2 separate regions of the Capra hircus genome follow, and region 2 is linked to region 1. The links are chromatin contacts, called in public Hi-C maps. All regions are on one chromosome and are shown on one strand. Each heading gives the region's core, a stretch centred on a gene start, on an enhancer-like site or on the middle of the called end of the contact. The rest is flanking DNA. Distances are from core to core; before and after follow the strand shown. Region 1 overlaps RSPO4 (R-spondin-4). Region 2 has its middle 5.8 kb from the start of SLC52A3.

Region 1 (5,477 bases), core at 434-2,933:
GGCATTCATTCACACACGAGACAGAGTTCAGCTCTGAGCGAGCTGATTCCTCGCTACGTGAAGCTAGGGCAGCCGCTAGGGAACTGGATGGGATGAGCCTTCTTCCGGGGGGACTGTCCCATACATGGTGGGCAGCTGGGGACAGAGGATGAGTTTGAGATGGGACCAGAGAAACGAAGATACCCCAGACCTGGGGACCCCCCCAGCAGCTCCTGTAGAAGAGTGTGGGGCCAGTGATGCAAGAAGGTGGCCTGGATGTGCAGACACTTTTAAATCAGAAATTTAGGGCTGTCCTTGGTCCCACCAGAGTCCCTGATAGCTCAGTTGGTAAAGAATCAGCTGGCAATGCTGGAGACCCCAGTTCGATTCCTGGGTCGGGAAGATCCACTGGAGAAGGGATAGTATTCTTGGGCTCCCCTGGTGGCTCAAATGGTAAAAAAAACCACTTGCAATGCAGGAGACCTGGATTCAATCCCTCAGCTGGGAAGATCCCCTGGAGAAGGGAAAGGCTACCCACTCCAGTATTCTGGCCTGGAGAATTCCATGGACTGTATAATCCATGGGCTTGCAAAGAGTCGGATACGACTGAGCAACTTTCACTTTTTTGCTCCCACCCATGCCTCCATCTTTTTGCTTGTTGATAATCTCTCACAACAGGAACAGCATTCCAGACAGAGGGCACAGCCAGTGCGAGGGTGTGGCAGTGGATGAAGCTGCCAGTGACCAGGATGGTGTGAACAAGGGCGGGGGTTGGGGTACAGGCCACGGAGACGACGTGGTCTTTTGCTCCACGTGAGCCAGGAGTCACTCAAAAGTAATGCCCAGAAGTCCAGCCTAGGCTGTGCCTCTGAGTAAGTGAGGGCCCTCCTGAGCCTCAGTTGCCTCACCTGAGAAATGGGACTTGTTTGTGTGTTTGTGTTAGACACTCACACCAGCTCCATAGGGGGCGGGGGGCACAGTGGGGTCAGGATTCCCCAGCAGGTCTGGGGTGTTCATCCACTCCCCACGGTGGGAGAGCCAGTGGGTACAGACCCCAGTGACAGCATCATATGGGGCATCCGGGCTGCCCTTGCCTCGCGGATACCCTGGAGATGAGATACACAGGGCACCTGGAGCAACAGCTGGCAACAGCAGGAGCATCAGCCAGATGCTGCTGTCACTGTTGTTTGAGGGCAGAGCTGGGCCGGGAGCAAAGTGGGGAGGTTGGTGCTGAGACCCTGGTGAAACGTGTTGCGTCTCCAGCAAAGAGCCGGGTAAAACTTGCGGTGAGTGCACATGGGTGGATCTGTTCCCCAACTCCTTCCAGCCCTCGAAGCCACCCTAGCTCTTGACAAAGGGGGCCCCACATTGACCTCGAGCCCTAAATGAGGCAGATGCCCAGCATGGGTGGTGCCCCACAAGTCAGTGCCCTCTTCAGCCCCTAAGGAATTGAGAGTGTCCGGTTTAGGGTACGTGATGCTGCCGTCCCAACTCTCAAAAGGAGTGGTTGTCAGGTCAGCACCCCTGTGTCATTCCGAGCCTGCTGCGGGGAGTGGGGCTACCCCTCGTCTGTCAGGATGGCCTCAGCAACAATACTCTGTGCTCTTGTTGCAGAGAGAAACCCCAATCGGAAGAAGGGCCAGAGAGAGCGGCGCCCGCGCAAGGACCGGAAGCTGGACGGCAGGGGGGATGGGAGGCCCCGGCCAGCGCCCACCTAGGCGCCCAGCCCGCAGCCAAGGCGTGGGCCACTTCAAGAGTTTGCTCTCACCCCTTCACTCTCTGGCTGTTCCGCCTCCTCTCCCTTCCCTGTTCTCTTTTTCTCGCTCACATCTCTTCTCTCTTTTCTCCTGCATTTCCCACATTTCTGCCACCTCGGCTTTCCCCTCCTTCCTACCCTTCCTTTCTCATTTTTCTGGCTTTCCTTTTATCTTTTCCTTTCCTCCTGTTTTTCTTCACTGTGTCCCCACCACCACCACGCACACACTAAGACAGAGACCTACTCCTGTGTACCCCGCCCCCTCCCCAACTCCTCACTCGCTATTCCTCCTTAAAGAAAGCGCACCTCTTTTTCTAGGTCTTTCCCCGACCCTCCTCAGCCCCGTTGCAGAGAAGGTGTTTCTAAGAGCAGGGCCCAGGCCACAGCCCAGGCAGGCTTGTTGAGTCTTGAGAGCCCTACTTCCACTCCAGAGGAGACTCCGGGACCCAGAGTTATGGGTGCCTCCAGCTCTAGCCAATACCTAGAGGCATCTCCACAGCCCCCAGCTTCCCTGGGAAGCCCCTGGAAGAGGCTCCTCGGGCTTCTGGATACCCCAGCTGGCCATGGAGGAGCCGGGATGGGGCCTCTGGCTGGACAGCCGAACTTGTACCGAGTCCACCCTTCTGGAAGCTTCCGAGTCCACCCTTCTGGAAGCTGCCTGCTGCACGTATCAGTGCTCCCTCAGCAGCCTCCCTCTCAAGGTGCCCTGGGCCCTGCTTCCCGAGCCCCTGGTCACCTATGTCCTGAGTCCCAGCTCATTCCAGAAGAGGCCATGCAGGCTGAAAGGAACTTTGAGATTCTCCAGGCCACTCCATTCCCTCCGGCTCCTCCTGTTTGTTGTACCTCTGAGGAGACTGAGGCTGAGAAGGCACTTGTCCAAGGTCACCCAGGGATCCCATGGGCTGTGCCTTCCACTTGCTCACCTGCTCAGCACACCCACAGCTGCAAGGAAGCCTTGGGAACCTTGGGGAGGTGAGGAAGGAAGTTGTCGAGTCAGGAGTAAGGGAGGATTCCCCTCCTCACCCCTGACACCCCAGCCTGTGGCACGCCCCCCAGCCGCCAGCCAAGGCCATACACCAGCAGGAAGAGCAATACAGGGCATCTCCTCACCGCCTGGCACTCCACCATCAAGGGCGTCCCTTTTCCTTTGCTCTCCTAACTCCCCAGAAAGTGGTGCTTCCTCCATTGGCATTGCCCGCAGCCAAGAACAAGGAGAGAATGAGGCCCCAGGGCCCCAGGGTGGCCTGGGAACAGGGGTGTTAGCGGGATGGAGGAGAGGTTGAAGGTGATGGAGAAGGACAGCCCCGCCCAGAGACAGCGCCCACCCTCAGGCTCCCCTCCACCCAGCACAGACAGATCCCCCATCCCTGCCTCCAGCAGACTCTGGGGGCCCCGTCCCCCAAGGCCTCACTCTTTGTCTCCCTGAGGTCCGTGAGAGCCCCTCGCCTGGCCAGGCCACTAGCTTCTCTTCTGCAAAAGTTTGCGCCTCTGAAACACTCTGTTGTTGTTTCAAGACCCCACTTTTTTTTTAATAAAGGGAAAAGAAACTCACAGATGCTTCTTGGGCATCAAGTGGTGTTGCAAAATCATGATCCTGATGAATTTGGAGTAATCGAACCTAAACCATGTAGGATGGTTTTCTCTGGAATGCCCGGGGACCAGAGGACCAGGGTGTGTAAGGGACTGGGTGGGGAATGGGCCCTCAGCCCCTCCAGGCCTCTCACAAGAAGGGGGCTCAGCCAGAGGCAAACCAAAGCTGTGCTCCCCTACTCCTGTACCTCTCAGCCCCAAGATCACAGGAGAGGCCCCAGGAACCCATCTGCGCCCCGTATGACATGTCTGGAGGGTCAGGGACACCTAGGAGGTGTGACCGTTCCACAGAGCTGTCTCAACTCCCTGGGCTCCTGTTGGCGGGGGTGGGGGGTGGCGGTTAGTGCTGGGAGGCACAGGTCCAAGTCTCACCTTGTCATCGGCAATCAGTGGGGTCAAGGCCAAATCATTTCCTCATTCTGGGCCTTAATACCCCCTTTTGATGGATTAAGAGGAGGCATAACTGGGTTAAATCCATTGCCTAACCTGGGGGAGGGGTCTTCTCAGATGGCTCAGTGGTAAAGAATCCACCCGCCAAGCCGGAGACGCAGCTTCCATCCCTGGGTGGAGAAGATTCCCTGGGGTAGGATATAGCAACCCACTCCAGTATTCTTGCCTGGAAAATCCCAGGGACAAAGGAGCCTGGTGGGCTACAGTCCATGGGGTCGCAAAGAGTCAGGTATGACTGAAGTGACTAAAGAGCAACAACAAAAACCTAGATGGCCTAACAGCACTTTCTGGTGCTTCCTAAAAATTCAGATTTCAGGGCCCTGCCCCAGACTTAACTAATTGTGAACAAATTTAGGAGCAGACAGTGAGAGCAAATTGACTACGCCAAATCCTTTGACCGTGTGGATCACGACACACGGTGGAAAACTCTTAAAGAGATGGGAATACCAGACCACCTGACCTGCCTCCTGAGAAATCTGTATGCAGGTCAAGAAGCAACAGTTAGAACTGGACATGAAACAGCAGACTGGGTTCCAAATCAGGAAAGGAGTATGTCAAGGCTGTATACTGCCACCCTGCTTATTTAACTATATGCAGAGTATATCATGTGAAATGCCAGGCTGTTTTGTTGAAGGACAAGCTGGAATCAGATTGCTAGGAGAAATATCAATAAACTCAGATATGCAAATGACACCACCCTTATGGCAGAAAGCAAAGAAGAACTAAAGAGCCTCTTGATGAAAGTAAAAGAGGAGAGTGAAAAAGTTGGCTTAAAACTCAACATTCAGAAGACTAAGATTATGGCATCTGGTCCCATCACATCATGGCAAATAGATGGGAAACAATGAAAACAGTGAAAGATATTATTTTCTTGGGCTCCGATGCAGCCATGAAATTAAAAGATGCATGCTGCTTGGAAGAAAAGCTATGATCAACCTAGACAACATATTAAAAAGCATAGGCATTACTTTGCCAACAAAGATCCGTCTAGTCAAAGCTATGGTTTTTCCAGTAGTTATGTATGGATGTGAGAGTTGGACTATAAAGAAAGCTGAGTGCCGAAGAATTGATGCTTTTGAACTGTGGTGTTGGAGAAGATTCTTGAGAGTCCCTTAGACTGCAAGGAGATTCAACCAGTCAATCCTAAAGGAAATCAGTCCTGAATATTCATCAGAAGAAGCTGAAGCTCCAATACTTTGGCCACCCGATGAGAAGAGCTGACTCATTTGAAAAGACCCTGATGCTAGGAAAGATTGAAGGCAGGAGGAGAAGGTAATGACAAAGGATAAGATGATTGGATGGCATCACCGACTCGATGCACATGAGTTTGAGTTAGCTCTGGGAGTTGGTGATGGACAGGGAAGCCTGGCATGCTGCAGTTTATGGTGTCACAAAGAGTTGAACACAACTGAACTGAACTGAAGTGAGAGCAAATGCTCATTCCAAGATCAGACTGGGGGTGAGGGACACTCTCAGGTGACTTCCAGTCCCAGATTACTAGGTCTAAAGTTCAGTTGACTGCACTTCTGATTCTGATCTCAAGGTGTAAACTGATTCTACAGAGATGATATTCTACATGGAGTTTTCTGATAAGTGTCAAATTCTAGGATTTTGAATGTTCTAAATTCCAAAATTCTAAGACGCGAAGATAGGAATGGATAGTTCCAGTCCTGCTATCCCCTGACTATATTCTTTGCCTCAG
Region 2 (5,608 bases), core at 534-3,033, 130 kb after region 1:
AGACCGCGGGCCTCACGTGCAGCCTGGCCATCGCACCGGCCTGGAACACTGTCCCCATTTCCAGAAGTATTGTCCCCATTTCTGGAGGCACATTCCATTTATGACAGAATATGCTTGCTTTTCATTTCATGTATCAAGAAGTTTCCTCTTATAAGAAGTCCATGGTCAACTGTAACACACATTCTCGGGATAACCAGGGAAATCAGTTGTGGACTAAATATTAGATATCAGAGAACTATGAATATTATGAAGTGCAACAGTGATCCTGGAAATGGCCTTACTTTTTGGAGATGCAAACTGAAGTATTTGGGGACAAAAATTGAGGATATCTACAATTCACATTGATATTTCAGGAAGAAATAGGCGAAGCTAATATGGAAAATGCCTGTGTTTCATCTGGGTATTGGGTATGTAGTTCATAATGTCATTCTGTATTTTTCTCTGTGTCTAAAATTATTCTAATGCAATCTTTTCTGGTTGACTTAGAGAAAAAAAATCGTTAAGAAACAATCATCATGGCAGATCCTGGGTATAGCCAAAACTGTGAACCTGCCGTGAGAGTGAAAGAAGCCGGGATAAGGCGGGAAGAACATTCTGGGTTGGGGAAAGCCAGCCCTGTATCTGGGAAGCTTGGCCCTCCTTCCCTGGGACCCCCTGATTCTCCCCACAGGGCTGGCTTCTGGTTCTCTGAGCAGCTCCGGGGGCCTCACCACTGACTGTCCCCTCCCTGGGACATCTGCTCTCAGGTTTGGGGCCAGGCAGGAAGCCAACAGCTTTACTGTCCCTGGGGGCCCCCAGCCAGTGAGCCAGTGCCTGGGGTGGGGGAGGGGCAGGGCACAGTCCCTTCACACCAGACCATCCCCCACCTTGGGACGTGGGCCTGGGCCCCTTCCTCTCGTTGTCTAGCTCACTAGGCAGACAGGGAAACTGAGGCCCAGGCCTGACCCTGGATCTTCCTAAAGGACCCAGGACAGGGTCCTGCAGAGGAAGAGGTGGAGAGAAGGTCTGTGGGCACAGAAAGGGTCAGAAGCCGACCTCTGACCCCCAGCCAGTCAGGGTCATGGGTGGGGGATGGGACAGGACCCCAGACATGTGAGGAGGTGAGGGTGAGGGCTCAGTGCCGCCCCCCAACCCCACCCCCAGTCCCCCGGACAGGAGAGGGTCCTGCCTCCAGCAGCGGCAGCCAGGTTCCCCCTCACCTGTCACTCACACAGGGCCCCGAAGGTCACTCTTACTCTGGGGCTCAGCTGTCTGTCCTCAAGCTCTCCTTTTTCACAGTCAACAGATATTTCCTGAGCTTATCTGTGTGTCAGGCACAAACTAGATACCAGGGCCTCAGCCAGGAACAAATCAGACACGGTCCCCACCCTGGTCAAGCTGAGGCTGGTGGGAGTCAGAGGCCAGGCAAGACACATAAGAGGACAGGGTGTAGCCCGGCATCAAGGGCACAGTGAGGACAGCGGGAGCAGCTCATGGAGGGAGACAGGGACGGTGACTGGGCTGCTTTGTTAAGGGGTCACCTCTGAAGGCTGGGATTGAGCAGAGACCTGGATAAAGGGAGGAAGGGACCTGGGGTTGCCTAAGGAAAGAGCCCCGGGTTGAGGGAACAGCAAGGGCAAAGGCCCTAGGGCAGAGTCTGCCGGGTGAGCGACAGCAGGGAGGCCAGTGTGGCTGCAGTGGAGAGCTGGGAGGAAGGAAGCCAAGCTCGGTGTGATGGGGGCAGGACGGCAGTGGCGGCCCACAGGGAGGAACGGGCGGAGCCAGGCGGGGAGGGGTCTGCGCAGAGGCAGGACAGGCTCTGAGTCATGACGTGAAGGGCGGGAGCAGGTGAAGTAGGATGGCCAGGGAGGAGACGGCAGCAGAGTCCAAGCACGACGACGCAAAGGAGGCCAGACGGAGTGGTGGCAGTGGAAGGGACAGAGTGGCCAGACTCTATCCCGCAGGGTCGGCTGAGAGATCGGATGTGCGGTGTGGGGAAAACAGGAGTCTCTGTTCCTTGCTCTATCCCTGGTGCAGGGGCAGAGTTAATCCCAATCAGCAGTCATGTGAAAGAGCAGACAAAGCGAGGAAAGACCCCTGTCTCAGGTTCCCCCTCAGGTCAGGCTGGTTTTGTTTTGGTTTGTTTTTTCCCCCAAATCTGTCAGAAGGCGCTCTCTGGTGGCTAATGATCGGAACTGCAAATCCTCAGGTTGAGGGCCATAAAGAATTGCCCTTGTTCAGTCAGTCGTGTTCTACTCTTGACCCCATGGACTGCAGCACGCCAGGCTTCCCTATTCTCCACTATCTCCCAGAGTTCGTTCAAACTCATCTCCATTGAGTCAATGATGCCATCCAACCATCTCATCCTCTGTCGCCGCCTTCATTGAGTATGACCCCTGGAATAGAAAAAAAAAAAAAAATCAGAGACAGTGGAAGGTATAGAGTGGCCAGATTTCCACCTTTCACCCATTTTATAGATGAAAATACTGAGGCCCACCTACGGTTGAAGTCTCATCTCCGTATTGTTTTCCAATTGGGTATTGCACGAAATTCCCCACAGCCTCCCTAGACGCAGGGAATCCATCCTTGGTATTACTACATTCTTAGGAGGCATCATGCTGCCTCAGCTTTCATACATTCCAAATTAGTCCACACCTTCCCTACTTGGCTGGATGGAAAATCTCTATCCCATCTGGGCTGGAATTTCCACCTCCCTTCACTCCCGAAATCCTGCACCAGGGTGTCCAGTAGAGGTCAGTCTGCAGTGACCCATTGGCCACGTGCGTGCTATGTCACTTCAGCCATGTCCAAGTCTTTTTGGTCCCATGGACTGTAGCCCACCAGGCTCCTCTGTCCATAGGATTCTCCAGGCAAGAATACTGGAGTGGGTTGCCATGCCCTCCTCCAGGGATTGAACCTGCATCTCCTAAGTCTCCTGCACTGTTCCCATTCCAGCTCAGTTCTTCCAGCTTGAGCAGAGGATGTGCTCCCCTATCTTTACCCCATTCAGATGGTGCCACAATTCCCCCCACCTTTAACTTCTGATCCACCTTGAGCTGTCGTTGGTCCCCACACAGGACAGAGCCAAGGAGAAGAAAGGAGGCCCTAGGGACACTCTCAGCAGAGCGGAGGAGGCTCTCACCTCCCCTGAGCTGGGTGGAAAACCTCTATTGCTGCGCCACTAAGATGGCATTGGATGTTTCTTTTTTTCCTTCTTCTCCATTGTTTTCTTAAGTAGTTTTTAATTTTAGGTTACACAACTAACAGGGTTACAGATTCCTAGAAAAGTGAAAAACTTCCGTTAACTCTGAAAGTCCTCTTTGATCATTTCCCATTCCCCTTCCTATTCCTTGACCCCCTCTACACACATATACACAATCCCAAAGATAACTCCTATTGTCAATTTAGGTTTTTAATTTTATTATGTTTTTACAGTTTTGGCTGCTCCTATAGCGTATGAGACCTTAGCTCGCCTACCAGGGATTAAACCCAAGCCTCCTGCATTGGAAGGTTGAGCCTTAACCCCTGGACCACCAAGGAAGTCCTCACTATTGTCAATTTAAAACTTATCTTTCAAGATTTTTTCCTATGGTGATATATATGGTAAACACACACACAGCCCTAAGAATATGTAGCTTTTATTTGTGGGGAATACACACACACACACACACACACACACACACATTGTCTTCCCTGGTAGCTCAGCTGGTAAAGAATCCGATTGCAATGCAGGAGACCCCGGGTCAACTCCTGGGCTTGGAAGATCCCTTGGAGAAGGGATATGCTTCCCTAGTGGTTCAGATGGTAAAAGAATCTGCCTGCAGTGTAGGAGACCAGGGTTCAATCCCTGGGTTGGGAAGATCCCCTAGAGGAGAGCATGGCAACCCACTCCAGTATTCTTGCCTGGAGAATCCCTATGGACAGAGGAGCCTGGTGGGCTACAGTTCATGGGGTCACAAAGAGTCAGACATGACTGAGCAACTAAGCACAGTATATACATATTACACAAAAGGAATCATCATACTGTACATATTTATCCTATGACTTTTTCTCCAGTCTGTTCTGTACTCCTGAGTTCAATTCAGGGCTATGAGATAGCACTCATTTTTATGAGGTCTGCACCTGGTCGGCTAAACTGGGAGTAAACAAATCCATAACTGATCAGGAGACACCCTTGGAGGCCTCTTCCCCTAACCTTCTCCTCCTGCGTCTCTTTTTCCTCTGATCTTTCTGCTTCTTTCCATCACCCACTTTTTAAGACCCTCCGCCCAACAACACACACACACACACACACACACACACACACACAGTCAGACACACACACACACACACACAGTCAGACACACACACACACACACACACACACACACACACACTCAGTGAGAAGATCCTAAACCTCAAGATGCCCTTTGCAAGGTACATCTCTGGAGTTTGGGGCTTCCTGCGCCCCCTCGTGGCTTTTCTGAATAACGGCAGCGGCGCCTCCAACCCCTAATCCATTTGCCCACCAACCCGTCAGGAAAGCAACGTCCACCCCGAAAGACACTACGAGTGAAACTATGGGCGATCTTCCGTGAGTCAGCTGAAGTCTTCCCTGGAAACTCTCCTGTTGGAATGTGAGCGACCTCCTGGCCTGACAGAAGAGTCTATCTGTTTGAGATCACCCGGGGCTGTGCTTTGCAGGGGATTCATGGTCCTGACACAGCATCCTTGGAGAGCAACTGGGTGACTGTTCTCAAGTATGTTGTAGTTAGCAGCCAGGAATTGATTCTACAGATATTTCACACATTGACAAAAAGACAGATTGCCACAGTGTCTGTTACAGCGCTGTACTTGATGGTAAATGATAGGCAACAAGCAATGGGGCTAGCTAAATTCATCCCGGTGCTTTTGGGTGATGGTACACCTCTAAGTCCTGCCAGTTCCCTGGGCTGAGATTCCCTTGAAGTGGCTCTACAGGTGCCTTGCACTCTGCAACCTGCCCTGTGCTGGGTCCTTTCCCACTCCACCTTCCCCTCATCTGCTCTCTTTTTTCTACAGAGCATATACTGTAACATACTGAGTGATTCCCTTATTCCTTACTGTCCATCTTGCTCCATCAGAAGGAAAACCAGCTCTCCGAGGACAATGGGTTTGTCTATTTTGTTCAATTTTATATCCCAAGCATCTCTCACAGTGCCTGAAAGACAACTGACACTTAATAATTTGTTGACTGAATGAAGCCAATGAATGAAGATCTGAATACTGGGGATATAGAAAGATCTCTAAGAGAGATTAATCCAAAAGAGCAAGCTTCAGAATGACGTTGATAATGTGCTCCATTACATAAAGAATATTTTCCCATAAACTTTAAAGTGGCAAAAAAAACCCTTTAATTAATTAAAGTCTATTATTTAAACAACAAAGGCTATAAAAAATATCTGGAGATGACAAGGAAGGGGAGAACATTTTGGTTGGAGTTCATTCATTTACGTGTGCAATGAATATTTAAGTTCCCAGTGTATGTATACTGGTTATGTTAGACACAGATGTCAAGAAAATTTCTTTGGAGGAGGTAGTATTTGAGATTGGCTTTGAAATATGGACAGGATTGTGCCTGAAAAAGATGAGACAATGTTTTCTTTTTGTT

The links. A called contact is a pair of places that touch in the nucleus more often than the background predicts.
Region 2: a contact with region 1 is called in a Hi-C map of blood, with 9 times the contacts expected there. The contact joins two enhancer-like sites. A contact is called at or near these places in 3 of 5 Hi-C or Micro-C datasets (blood and liver).

Annotation. Positions count from the first base shown.
Region 1 is chr13:59,453,353-59,458,829 of ARS1.2, forward strand. It overlaps RSPO4 (R-spondin-4), which reads left to right. Exons shown (of 5, transcript XM_005688332.3): 5 at 1,594-3,285. The coding sequence ends at 1,697. Among named protein-coding and RNA genes, the nearest start is that of RSPO4, 37 kb to the left of the region's middle. Within about 2 kb of position 1,684, at least 1 of the 5 cell types and tissues checked has an H3K27ac peak or open chromatin away from gene starts, as enhancers often do.
Region 2 is chr13:59,584,193-59,589,800 of ARS1.2, forward strand. No RefSeq gene overlaps it. Among named protein-coding and RNA genes, the nearest start is that of SLC52A3, 5.8 kb to the right of the region's middle. Within about 2 kb of position 1,784, at least 5 of the 5 cell types and tissues checked have an H3K27ac peak or open chromatin away from gene starts, as enhancers often do.